Linked DNA regions of Anas platyrhynchos: region 2 is linked to region 1. Evidence: chromatin contacts called from public Hi-C data. All regions are on one chromosome and are shown on one strand. Each heading gives the region's core, a stretch centred on a gene start, on an enhancer-like site or on the middle of the called end of the contact. The rest is flanking DNA. Distances are from core to core; before and after follow the strand shown.

What was found. Hi-C and Micro-C count contacts between places; a contact is called where the count stands out from the background.
Region 2: a contact with region 1 is called in a Hi-C map of F1 follicle, with 3 times the contacts expected there. The contact joins the enhancer-like site here to the promoter of NTN3 in region 1. A contact is called at or near these places in 6 of 8 Hi-C or Micro-C datasets (F1 follicle, liver, skeletal muscle and 2 more).

What each region holds. Positions count from the first base shown.
Region 1 is chr15:7,771,813-7,776,850 of IASCAAS_PekinDuck_T2T, reverse strand. It overlaps NTN3 (netrin 3), which reads right to left and starts at 2,974. Exons shown (of 7, transcript XM_072023812.1): 1 at 2,860-2,974.
Region 2 is chr15:7,858,047-7,863,084 of IASCAAS_PekinDuck_T2T, reverse strand. No RefSeq gene overlaps it. Among named protein-coding and RNA genes, the nearest start is that of NME3, 27 kb to the left of the region's middle. Within about 2 kb of position 2,759, at least 3 of the 8 cell types and tissues checked have an H3K27ac peak or open chromatin away from gene starts, as enhancers often do. A contact at or near this core is called in F1 follicle and small yellow follicle, where this site is marked.

The DNA of each region.
Region 1 (5,038 bases), core at 1,725-4,224:
GCAGTTGGCTGCTTCTTTGGCAGAGGAAGACGGAGCCATTCCGGCACACGAGCACGTGTCCCAGGGCCTGCACTGCTGCTCGCCTCCTCCTGGGGACCCTGCTCTGCCCCGTACCTCCTCCGCCTGCTGCCCAAAAGGGGCCTCGGCAGCAGGCCCTGGCCCAAACCTCAGGTGCCAGTGCTCTGGGGGCAGCACCAGTGCTGCTTGGCTCGGGCTCTGGAGCCTCCTGACTTTCTGCAGGGCTCCTCGTCGCAGGCCACGGCGCACTCAGCTGCATCCCTGGGCCTGGATCCTTCTCTCGCAGGCTGCAAACTCACCTTGGCTGCTTCCAAAGCCAGCACTGCACCTGTCCTCTCCTTGACAGAGACCTACCTCGCCTTCCTCCTCCTGCTTGCGCCCACCAGCACCTCTGCCGTGGGGCTGGGACCCCTGCAGCCCACCGTGCACCCAGCACCGGGACTGCAGGACCTCCTGTCCCCTCGCCAGCTCGCTCCACCGGGCGGTCAGAAAAGCACAGCAGCTCCCTCTGTTTTATAGAGGGAATACTGCAGAAAATAAAGGTGCCCACCATCCAACCAGCCACCTTGAAGGGAATGTTTGAAGCACGGCTCAGGCCACTTCCCCACTGCACTGCTTACAGGGCACGCCGATCCCTCGGAGAGCGGGAGGCTTTGTGGGTTGTGGGGGAGCAGAAGGACGGGTGTCACCTCCAGCCGTCCGGGGTTTGCATGTCCAGGTCTGGCCTTGGTGTCATCTGAGCCCGGCTACGGGTCCCACAGCCTGGCTCTTGTCTCATCTACTGCTTGGGCACATCCCCAGCTGAATGCACACACAGGCACTGCCCCACTGTGCCGCAGGACGTCCGTGTTGCCCCTGCTCCTGCCCAGGGCCTTCCTCACCCACCCAGCTCTCCATGCTGAGAGCCGGGCTGTGGGGGACTGCTGAGCACCACGTCCCGCAGCACGGCACTTGGTCCTTCCCCCCCGTAAAGGTATTTCCATCCGCCCACTCTCCGGCGGGGAAGCCAGGGGAGGGACAGAATTTTGAAGAAACGAGGTTTCAGCAGGATTTCCGAGGCAGAAAGGCAAACCCACCAAACGCAGCCGGGCTTCCCATCCCCTCTCCCTGCCCCACGTCCCGCTCACACACCAGCCACGGTGCGGGGGTGCCCAGGGGGGTCTCACGCAGCCTGGGGTGCCCTCAAAGCGATGGGGCTGAGCGGGGGGAGCGCTCCCTGGGGGGAAGCCCCCCTCCCGCACAGGGGTGCCCCGGAGGTGGCCGCACTGGGATGGGGCAGAGCCGAGGTGCGGGGCCGCCTGGTGCCTGCCCCGTGCGCCCCCCACCCCGGGGCTGGCACCTCGGCAGCCTGGCTCGGCTGAGCCCCCCCCCCGAGCAGCTCGGCTGTGGGACTTCGTGCAGCGCCGCGCACCCCCCCTGGCCCCCCGCCCAGGGTAACGGCAGCGAGCGGGGCCGAGCCGGGCCGGGACAAAGCGCCCGGAGCTTTGAGCCCGGAGCTGCGGGAGGCACCCCCCCCAAACACACACACACACACACCCCCTTCCCCGGCTCCGTCCCGTTTTTTGGCGAGCCCGGAGCCCGGCTCGAAAGGATGAAACGGGAAAAAAAAAGGGCGGGTGGGGGGGGTTGGGGTGGTGTGGGGGGGAGAGGGAGGAATAAAAGGCAGCGAGGGAGGGAGCGGTGGGAAGGGAAGCTGCTCGGCGGGGGCAGCCGTGCCGGGAAGTTGGAGGAGCAGCTTACCGCGGCCGGGCAGGTAGCGGGCTCGGTCCGGTGGCAGGTCCGGGGGTCGCGGCGGCGACAGGAGCCGGGGCCGCCGCAGCAGCGCGGGCGGCAGGGAGCGGGGGCCGCTCCCCCTTCCCTTGGCTGATGGCAACAGGAAAAAAAAAAGAGAAAAAAAAAAAAGAAAAGAATAAAAAAAAAAAGGAGGGTAGGGAAAAAAAAAATAAAGAAAATGCAATAGTAACAATTCGCCAGGAAATAAAACGAGAGAAAGCAAAATAAAGGGAAATTGTGCCAAGCGGGAGTGCTGCTCCGGCGGTGCGGGCGGGTCCCCAGCGCCCGCCCGCTCCGCCGCACTGCCCGTGTCTGCTCCGGCTGCGGGAGGCGGCAGGGAAGGAGGGAAGGGAGAAAACGAGAGGAAAAGGAACAAAAAAAAATAATTACAAAAAAAAAAAAAGAAATAATCTAGAAGTGGAGAAACTGAGCCCCGGCCGCTGCCTGGAAGCGGAGTAAAAAGGCTCCAATAAATCCCGGGTTGAAAAGAAGGGAAAAGTCACCTCCCCGAGGAAATCAGAAGCAGATTTCGAGCCATTTAATCACATGCAGGGAGGTGTGTGTGCGTGTGTGCGCCGCCCGCCGCGCCGCTGCCAGCCCTGCCTCCGCCCTCCCGCGGCCGCGGCCGCCCCGCCGGGAGCGCAGCGCAGCGCAGCGGGCCGGGAAGGGGCCGGGCGGGGAGCGGAGCGGGCAGGGGAGAGAAGGGAGCGGAAGGGAAGGGAAGGAAGGGAAAGGAAGAGAAGAGAAGGCAAGGGAAGAGAAGGGAAGGAGCGCAGCGCCCTCCCCGTCGGGGCACCGAGCCGCTCGCTGCCCGGCCCGAAGCGGGGCAGGTGGGTGGCAGCGCTGCTTGCCCCCCGGAGCCCTGAGAACCCCCCAACGCTGAACTGAGCATGGGAGAGGGCTGTGCCCGAGCTGTGCCCATCGCCTGGCCCTGCTCGTCGTGCCCTCCGACCCGGCTGAGAGCGGGGAGCGAGCAGCCCCGGCAGCCGAGGGCTCAGCTGGTGCCGCAAGGAAGGTGGCTGCTAATCCTTCCCCTGCTTCCCAGAGCAGAAGAAAAGAGGGATTTACCAGGCGGGGAGTGAGCAGCCCCCTCTTACAGGATCGGCTCCATCCCGTGATGCGGGGGCTTTTCACGTGTTGCTGCACCAAGGCTGGACTTGGCCTGCGATGCTCGGGCAGGAGGCAGGCGAAACGGGGGCATCTCCAGAGCCCGGGACAGCTGCCCCCAGGCTTCCCCAGGAGCTGCCTGCCCCCCAGCCAGCCCCAGGGCCACCTGCGTTCAAGCTGGCTCCAGGAGTCCTGGAGAGGGGGGGGAGGAAAGTGAAACGAACTTAATCAGCATTTGTGTGAGGCAGAGGAGGGGAGCAGAAAACCTGGATCTGGATCTCCCCCCCCTGCTTAGCTGCCCCTCTGCGGCACAGCCCCCAGGCTCACAGCCCCACATCCCGCCCGCAGATGTCCTTGCAGCGAAGGCAAGGGCTTGAGGAGAGAGCAGGGGAGGTGGAGGGGAGGGCAAGGTGCCAATGCGGCGCTGGAGCTGCCCACCCGCTGCACTCAGGGCACGGACCACCTGTGCAAGCCCCCCCCCAGCCCTCCTCGCCCGCTCCCGCAGGACCTGGTTAGCCACATCCTGTTGCTTCGGGGAAGCAGGTTGCAGGGTTGCTCTCCCCTGCTGGGCTGGCAGATGCTTGCTGGAGGAGGAGACCCCAGCTGGCCACAAGGCCCGAGGGAAATGCTGTTTGCAGCTCGCGCAGCCTTGATGCGCAAAATGCATTTCCCCAGCTCCAGCGGCGGGGACAGGCACAAACAACGGGAAAGCCACCAGGTGACAGGGAAGGGGAGAGCTGGGAGATGGGTAGGGAAACTCAGCTCCTGAAGTCAGATGCCACGGGTGTGCTGTAGCTCCATCATCTCTTTCAAGCACTTTGACAGCCAGGAGGCCAAGCCACAAGCTGCGCAGCCCAAATGCAGATGCTGGAGGGGGAGGCAAATGCAGGGCCAGCCCGCACGTTTGCCTTGCACGTGGGCCAGATGTGAGCATGGTGCAGAGCGAGGCCCGTGATTTTCAGGAAAGTGCAGGATTTTGTGCATGGGCCTGAAAGCAGAGTGGGATGGGATGGCCAAGGAAAGGGGGCGGGAGGGGTACAGCTCCAAGATCCTGTGGTGCCACAAAGCTGGAATTGTCCCAGTGACTGACCTGGGGGCATTTTCCCCACCAGAAAGCACAAGGACTATCACGGACATGAGCCACGATGCTGAGCCAGCATGGCCTGGCTGCCACAGGGTGGTGCTGAGCCGGGGGCTGCATCAGCTCCCACAGTTTCCATGCTCAGAGGAAGATGTCAAACCCCTTGTCCTGGGGTGTCACGAGTGACATTAGAGGGACTGGTCACCGTATGGGGAGTCCTGGAACTGGTGTAAACAGACTTCTCATCAGCAAAAGCCCAGCTGAGAAAGACAGAATCTGGCTCCCCGTTTCCACTGCTCCCCATTTCCATCACCTCTTTCCAGCAATGCACAAGGAGCTCAAGAGAAAAACGTGGATCTGGGCTTGGCGCACGAGGTGCTGAGGATGTCAGCAGGGGCTGGAGATTTGCTGTAGCAGGAGCTGGGCCCTGCTGGGTGCTGGTGTCTGTCCCTCAGCAGGCCAGTGTCACCAGGGCAGGGTACCCACCAGCCTAGCAGTGCCCCCCACACAGTGCCACCCCCTGCTCAGACAGGCAGGCAGGAGGGCTGGGAGGAGAAGCAGGTGAAAGCAGCACATTGTCCCCAACACCCTGCTTCCTGCGGGGACCTGTGGCCCCCCAAATTTCACCGCTCTTGCCCTGCGTGAGCATCCAGCCCCTGCTCCCCACGTGCCAGGCAGGCTTCCCTCTTGGCGAGGGGCTGCTGGGGGGGGACAGGGGCACGCACAGGAGGCCGGAGCAGTCCCTGCGGCTCTGCTCGGGGCTGGCATCCCGCACCCCCGATCCAGCCGCCGGGGAACCTGCAGCGGGAGCGAGCAGCGGGGGGGGGCTCCGGGGCTGGCGGCGATGCGCGGCGCTCGCTTGCCCCCTGCTGGTGCCGGCCGTGCCGGGACCCCCCCGAGAGAAGAGCATCCTGGTGTAGCCACCAGCTTGTCCTCGGGGTGGTTTCACAGTCCTCGCGCTTCCCTCCTTTCTCTTCCATTTACCGTCTGAAGGATGCTCTGCCCTCCACCTGCCTCAGCCTCCTGGCAGAGACACCTCCCCTCCCACACCGTGTTCGG
Region 2 (5,038 bases), core at 1,510-4,009, 86 kb before region 1:
CTTCATCACCATGACCCACCTCTCCATCTTTGCTTCTTCCCTCCTCTCGGAGAAAGCAGTGAGCCAAGACAAGGTGCAGTCCTGGGACAGCCAGAAGATGTGGAGCACCCCAGTCAGCTCCATGGGAAGATCTGGGCAATATCCCCTCTCTGGCACAGTGGGAGTTTGGAAGAGGTGAAGGAGTTTAAAGGAGAGGCAAGATGAAGTTACTAGTATGGATCGTTCAATTGAAAACAGAAGAAAATGAGTTTTTGGATGCTCCTCTGAAAGCGACCTGGTTTGTCCATGAGGGAGGCCTGGCTGGGGCTGTACAGATGAAAATTTTCTGAAGCCACATTTCCTCCATACCACATCAAAGCAGAATTCAGCCCTGGAAGTTCCATCACCCCTAAACCTGGAGCTGCATGTCCTGGCGGTGGTATGAGAGAAGGGAGAGACCTAAATCAGGTCTAAATTAGCAGCCAGAAAATGGAGTGGAAAGAGAGCACTGGGATGGAGACAGGCAGGGGGCATTGTTGCTCTTAAAATGGTTCTGTGGCTCATGTACCGCTTAGCTGTTCGGGGAAGGGGGGAATTTCACCCTTGATTCCCCCTAGATGGATTGGGCCACGGCTTTGCCTTCTTTTTCACCCTGGATCCACTGAAACAGCAGCATCGTGGGCAGGGAGCAGCTCCAGTGTTGGAGCTAGCAGATGTGAAGTGAGCAGAGAAGGGGCTCTGAGCATCTCAGCAGCCAAATGAAGGCTGAGCAAGGTGTGGACTTGCTGCTTCCTGGGGTAGAGGACTGAGAATCAGGATGTGGAAAAGGCAGAGGGACTCAACACTTATTTTGATGCTGGGGCCAGTATCGTTTAGTGTCTTTATTAATGACTCAGAGTGCACTCTCAGTAAGCTTATGGTTGATAGCAGATTGAGGGCAAACAGTTGATACACTGGAGGGCACAGCTGCTATTCAGAGGGACCTTCACAAGCTGTCATCTATTTTATGCTGTGATGTGCATTTCAAGGCTGATGGCCTGCCTTTTCCCTGCTGCCTGGGCTGCTCGTTTGCTCCTTGATTGCATTTCAGGCAGCCTCTCTCTCTCTGGAGATGATGGAAACAAGCCTCCTTTCTCAATGTAAGCAGCTGAAGGGACTGTTTCGGACTTCTCACATCTCAGAGCGAGTGGAATTTGCACTGCGAACCCTAGTTTCATGTTTGTGGATTTCCTGCAGTAGCAGCACTGCCAGGAGCCACATGTAAGCTACTGTACCAGCCCAATGTGTGGAAGGCGGCTGTGTCTGAGAGGAGGCACCCTCTTGGAGGATCCCTGCCCCAGGTTAGCTCTCCAGGCACAGCCTGGCACGAAGCTGCATCCCTCTCTGTGCTAGCTAGCAAGGGGACTGTGTTCTGCGAGAGGAGTAACTGCAGAGGTCCACACTGAATTGCAGAGCAGTAGCAAGGGTGGTGGGAGCACATCAGCAGTGCCACCTTGTTAGCTGTGCACAGCACATCAGCACTGCTGCATCTTCTGGGCAGCATCTGGGACAGCCTCCCCTGGCCGTGCTCCTCCTTTTCATTATTAATGGGCACATTGTAAGGTGGAGTGGTATTATTTATAAGACTGATTTTTCTCTCTCCTTTGTTTCTGCCTAGCAAACAACGTCCCCCTCCGCATCCCACGACTGTTCGCCTCCTTCAGATAGCCGTGCGGGGATGTTTGTTGATGTGACAGCATGCAGCAGCCAGCGCTGCCAAAGTCAATGCGTCCCGTGTCCATTCTGAGCAGGCTGGGACTGTTGGCTTCGAGTCTCCTGAGAGATCCCAAGGCTGTTTGTTGACTTTGCCCTTGGCCAGTGTTAGATAAATACTGAACGTGTATTATTTTTGTGCTTCTTCCTCTGAGCAGCTCAAGCGCTATGGTGTCAGTCACTGACATCAGTTGTTTCCCCTGGATTGTGTTCTGAGTGGAGAAAAGTGATCTGTGAAACCTGCCTGAAAGGGTAAGGAAATCGTGGCCCTTCCTCCTGTTCTGGGGCCTAGATGTGCTTAATGCTACCTGCCCTTCTTGGGCGCTGCTCTCCCAAGAAAGGGGGCTACTTCTCTGCGTCACATCCTGGTGTTCTCGGTCATTTCTCAGTGTTATCCACTGTGTTTTATGGCTCTTGGCCTCTGTGTCAGATTTGGGTGAAACAGGTCAGCGGGCTCCCGAGCTGCTGGGGATAGATGAAGAGACATAAATAGAGTGATTGCATAAGTTTCATTTCTGTCGCAAACCAGACCGAAACAGCCAGCTCCACCATTCCCCGTTGGACAGCTTGCAACCGAAAGCATTGCCGAGGTAATGAGAACAATGCTTCCTGGTTCCTGGACAGGATCTTCTCTTGGTGTAAACTATTTCTATGCCATTGGAAGCAGTCAGCAGATGCTGATTTGCAGCAGCTGGCCTGAGACTGCAGAGCACACTTCCCACTGGACTCCAACCAGCAGAGGACAGACACGATGGGAGAGGTGACCCAAACTGTTTCTGGGCTGCTCAGCTTTCCTGGCTATATGGAATTTCAGTTTGTGGCAGTAAAGTAGAAGATGAAGGCTAGCCCAGTCCTGCAGCACGGTGCTGTGCTTTGGTTCTTCATCCTACGTCAATAAACTGTGCCTGATCTATGGGATTAGGCAAGGTCACTGTTCCCTTCCCTTCTGTGTGCCCAGCTGCCCTTCCCACAGCACTCAGCGAGGGACAGGGCAGGTCAGGCAGCCTGTAGTTGGCGTGGGTGACGGTTAGCACAAATATCACATCATAAACCACAAAAACAGTGAGCAGCGGGGCTGCTCTGCTGCGATTCAAGGCTCTCTAAGAAGAACAGGCGAGATAAGGAAAACCAGGCAAAGCGTCCTTGGAAAGATAAACGGAACAAAACAAAGCAAGTTACAGTTGAGTTGGGAAGAAAGCTCAGTGCTGAGAGCAGTGAAGGTGGTTCTAGACAAAGAACTGCAAAAATTTGAAAAGGGAGTCAGAATACAGAAAGCATGAGCAAGTGAGCAGGCTGTAACCCCCACAGAGCCTGCAGGAGCTGCTGGATCCCCAGCACAGCATCTCCACGCTCCTGATACTCCAAAACTGTCTGCCCAGCACCCTGAGACACCCCTGCCCGACACCCACTTGCCAAGGAGAGGTTGTTAATGCAGGTGATTTTGAGCATGTGGGCATAATCGTGCCAGGTGCTTTTCCATCTGGGTTTCTCTCCTCCCAAGTGTGAATTGCCCCTCTACCGGGGGGTGCACGTGGATAGGTGCCACGGCACGTGGGAGCTGTGTGATGCGCACAGGGGTGGCTGAGTCAAAGAGATGTGCAGCAAGTCTTTTAACAGGAGATGGGTTCAGGGAACTGGGTGCTCAGGGGACAAATTATTCAGGGGCATAACACTGCTGCTTGTGCTCCCGTGGAGAAGCTGGCCTGGAGAGCAGGGGTGGTTAAGAAGCAGGCAGGACAGCGGGGATGTGTCCAGGGGCTGAGCAGCACAGTATTGAGCCTTCAGATGTTTTCCTTTGTAAAGCTGCTCCTGGGATCTCGGCCTGCTGGAGATGATGGTATGTGCTCGCTGTCTCATCGGGGCAGGCCTAGACACCCAGACACCATCAGATTTTGGCTGCAGCACCAACCTGAAAGTCTTTCTTGGTGGCTGTGTGCACCCCTGCCTCCTGAGGCTGAGAGTGATCCGTGCATGAACACATTTTGCAGGACGTTGGGAAATGGGGGCACTGAAGTGTTGCTGTTGAGGTATGGGTGTTGCTGAAGGAAACACCTTCCCTCTGCCCCACGTGTGGGCTGCAGGCCATGCTGGACCACAAAGGTTTGTGGTGCTCATTGGGATCCTTCCTTGTTTTTTTTGACTGCACACCTGCACACACATCCTGCCCCAGGGAAGGATGATAGGATGATGTCCTTACATTACCCAAACCCTTTCCATTTGGGCCCAAGGGCATCCATGGCTGAAAGAAGGAGACAACACAATCGCCCCTTGTCACAGCAGCTCTTCCCAGTGCCACCCACAGCTGCTGGGAGCAGCCCCGCACACAGGTCCCAGCTCTACCAGCACCTCCCGTGCTGGGAGCACAATGCCTTCAGCCGGGCTGGCCCCAGGGAGAGGTGTGGGACAAGCAGACAGAGCTAACACCTCTCTGCAGCCCTGCTTTGCTGCTGGCAGCACTGGCCTCCAGCCCCGTGCCTCCGCGCTCTGATCAATGAGCTGCCTTGTGCTGATGAGACCGGCTCAGCAAAGTGGTTTTTTGTCCGTCCAAGCAGGGCTCAGGGTCCTCCTGTGCCCGCACATGTGCTGAGAAGACAAGGTGATGGATCAATTGCTGGAAAGAAATTGGACAGTCCCAGGGCAGAGGGAAGCGAGTAAAAGCTTGCAGCGAGGAGCTGCTTCAGAGGAGCCTCCTGCTGAGCCACCAAGGGCTGCCTGGTGGCTGAGAGCGGGTGCTGAGCGGCTCTGTGCCACAGCCAGGACCCGACACGCACTGGAAAATGCTCCTGCTGAGCTGTGTCCCTGGTGGCACACCTGGCCCGAGCTGCTCGGAGCGGCTGCAGGGCTCCCGGGCCGCGGGAGGGAGCAGCATCCCAGCTACCGCGCTGCTGGCAGCGCAGCCTGCCAGGGAATTACGGATTAATGTGGAACTGATCTGAGATGAAACACTTTGGATCAGGACCACAACCAAAAATATTTTGAGTCGGATCAAACTGAACCAAACAAATCTGTTTGTTTCCTGCTTTCCCAGCAGACAGTCAGCCTTAAAGGTCACCGAGCTGCGAAGCGTGGCTGGGCACAACCGCATTTTTCTTTAGGAAAAGGAAAAGGACAGAAAATTCCTGAGCAGCTGCCTGATGGGTGAGGAAGGGGCTGAGTCACCTCTCCTGATTTTAGGGCATTTTTTGAGGAGCTGAGGCTAGGAGCCTAGGATGGAGCCCTGGCTCCCCAGGGGACACAGCCAGCAGGGGTGCAGCCGACCACCTGCATCCTCAGGGATGCTGAGGAGAGGCTGGGGCTCCTCCGAATG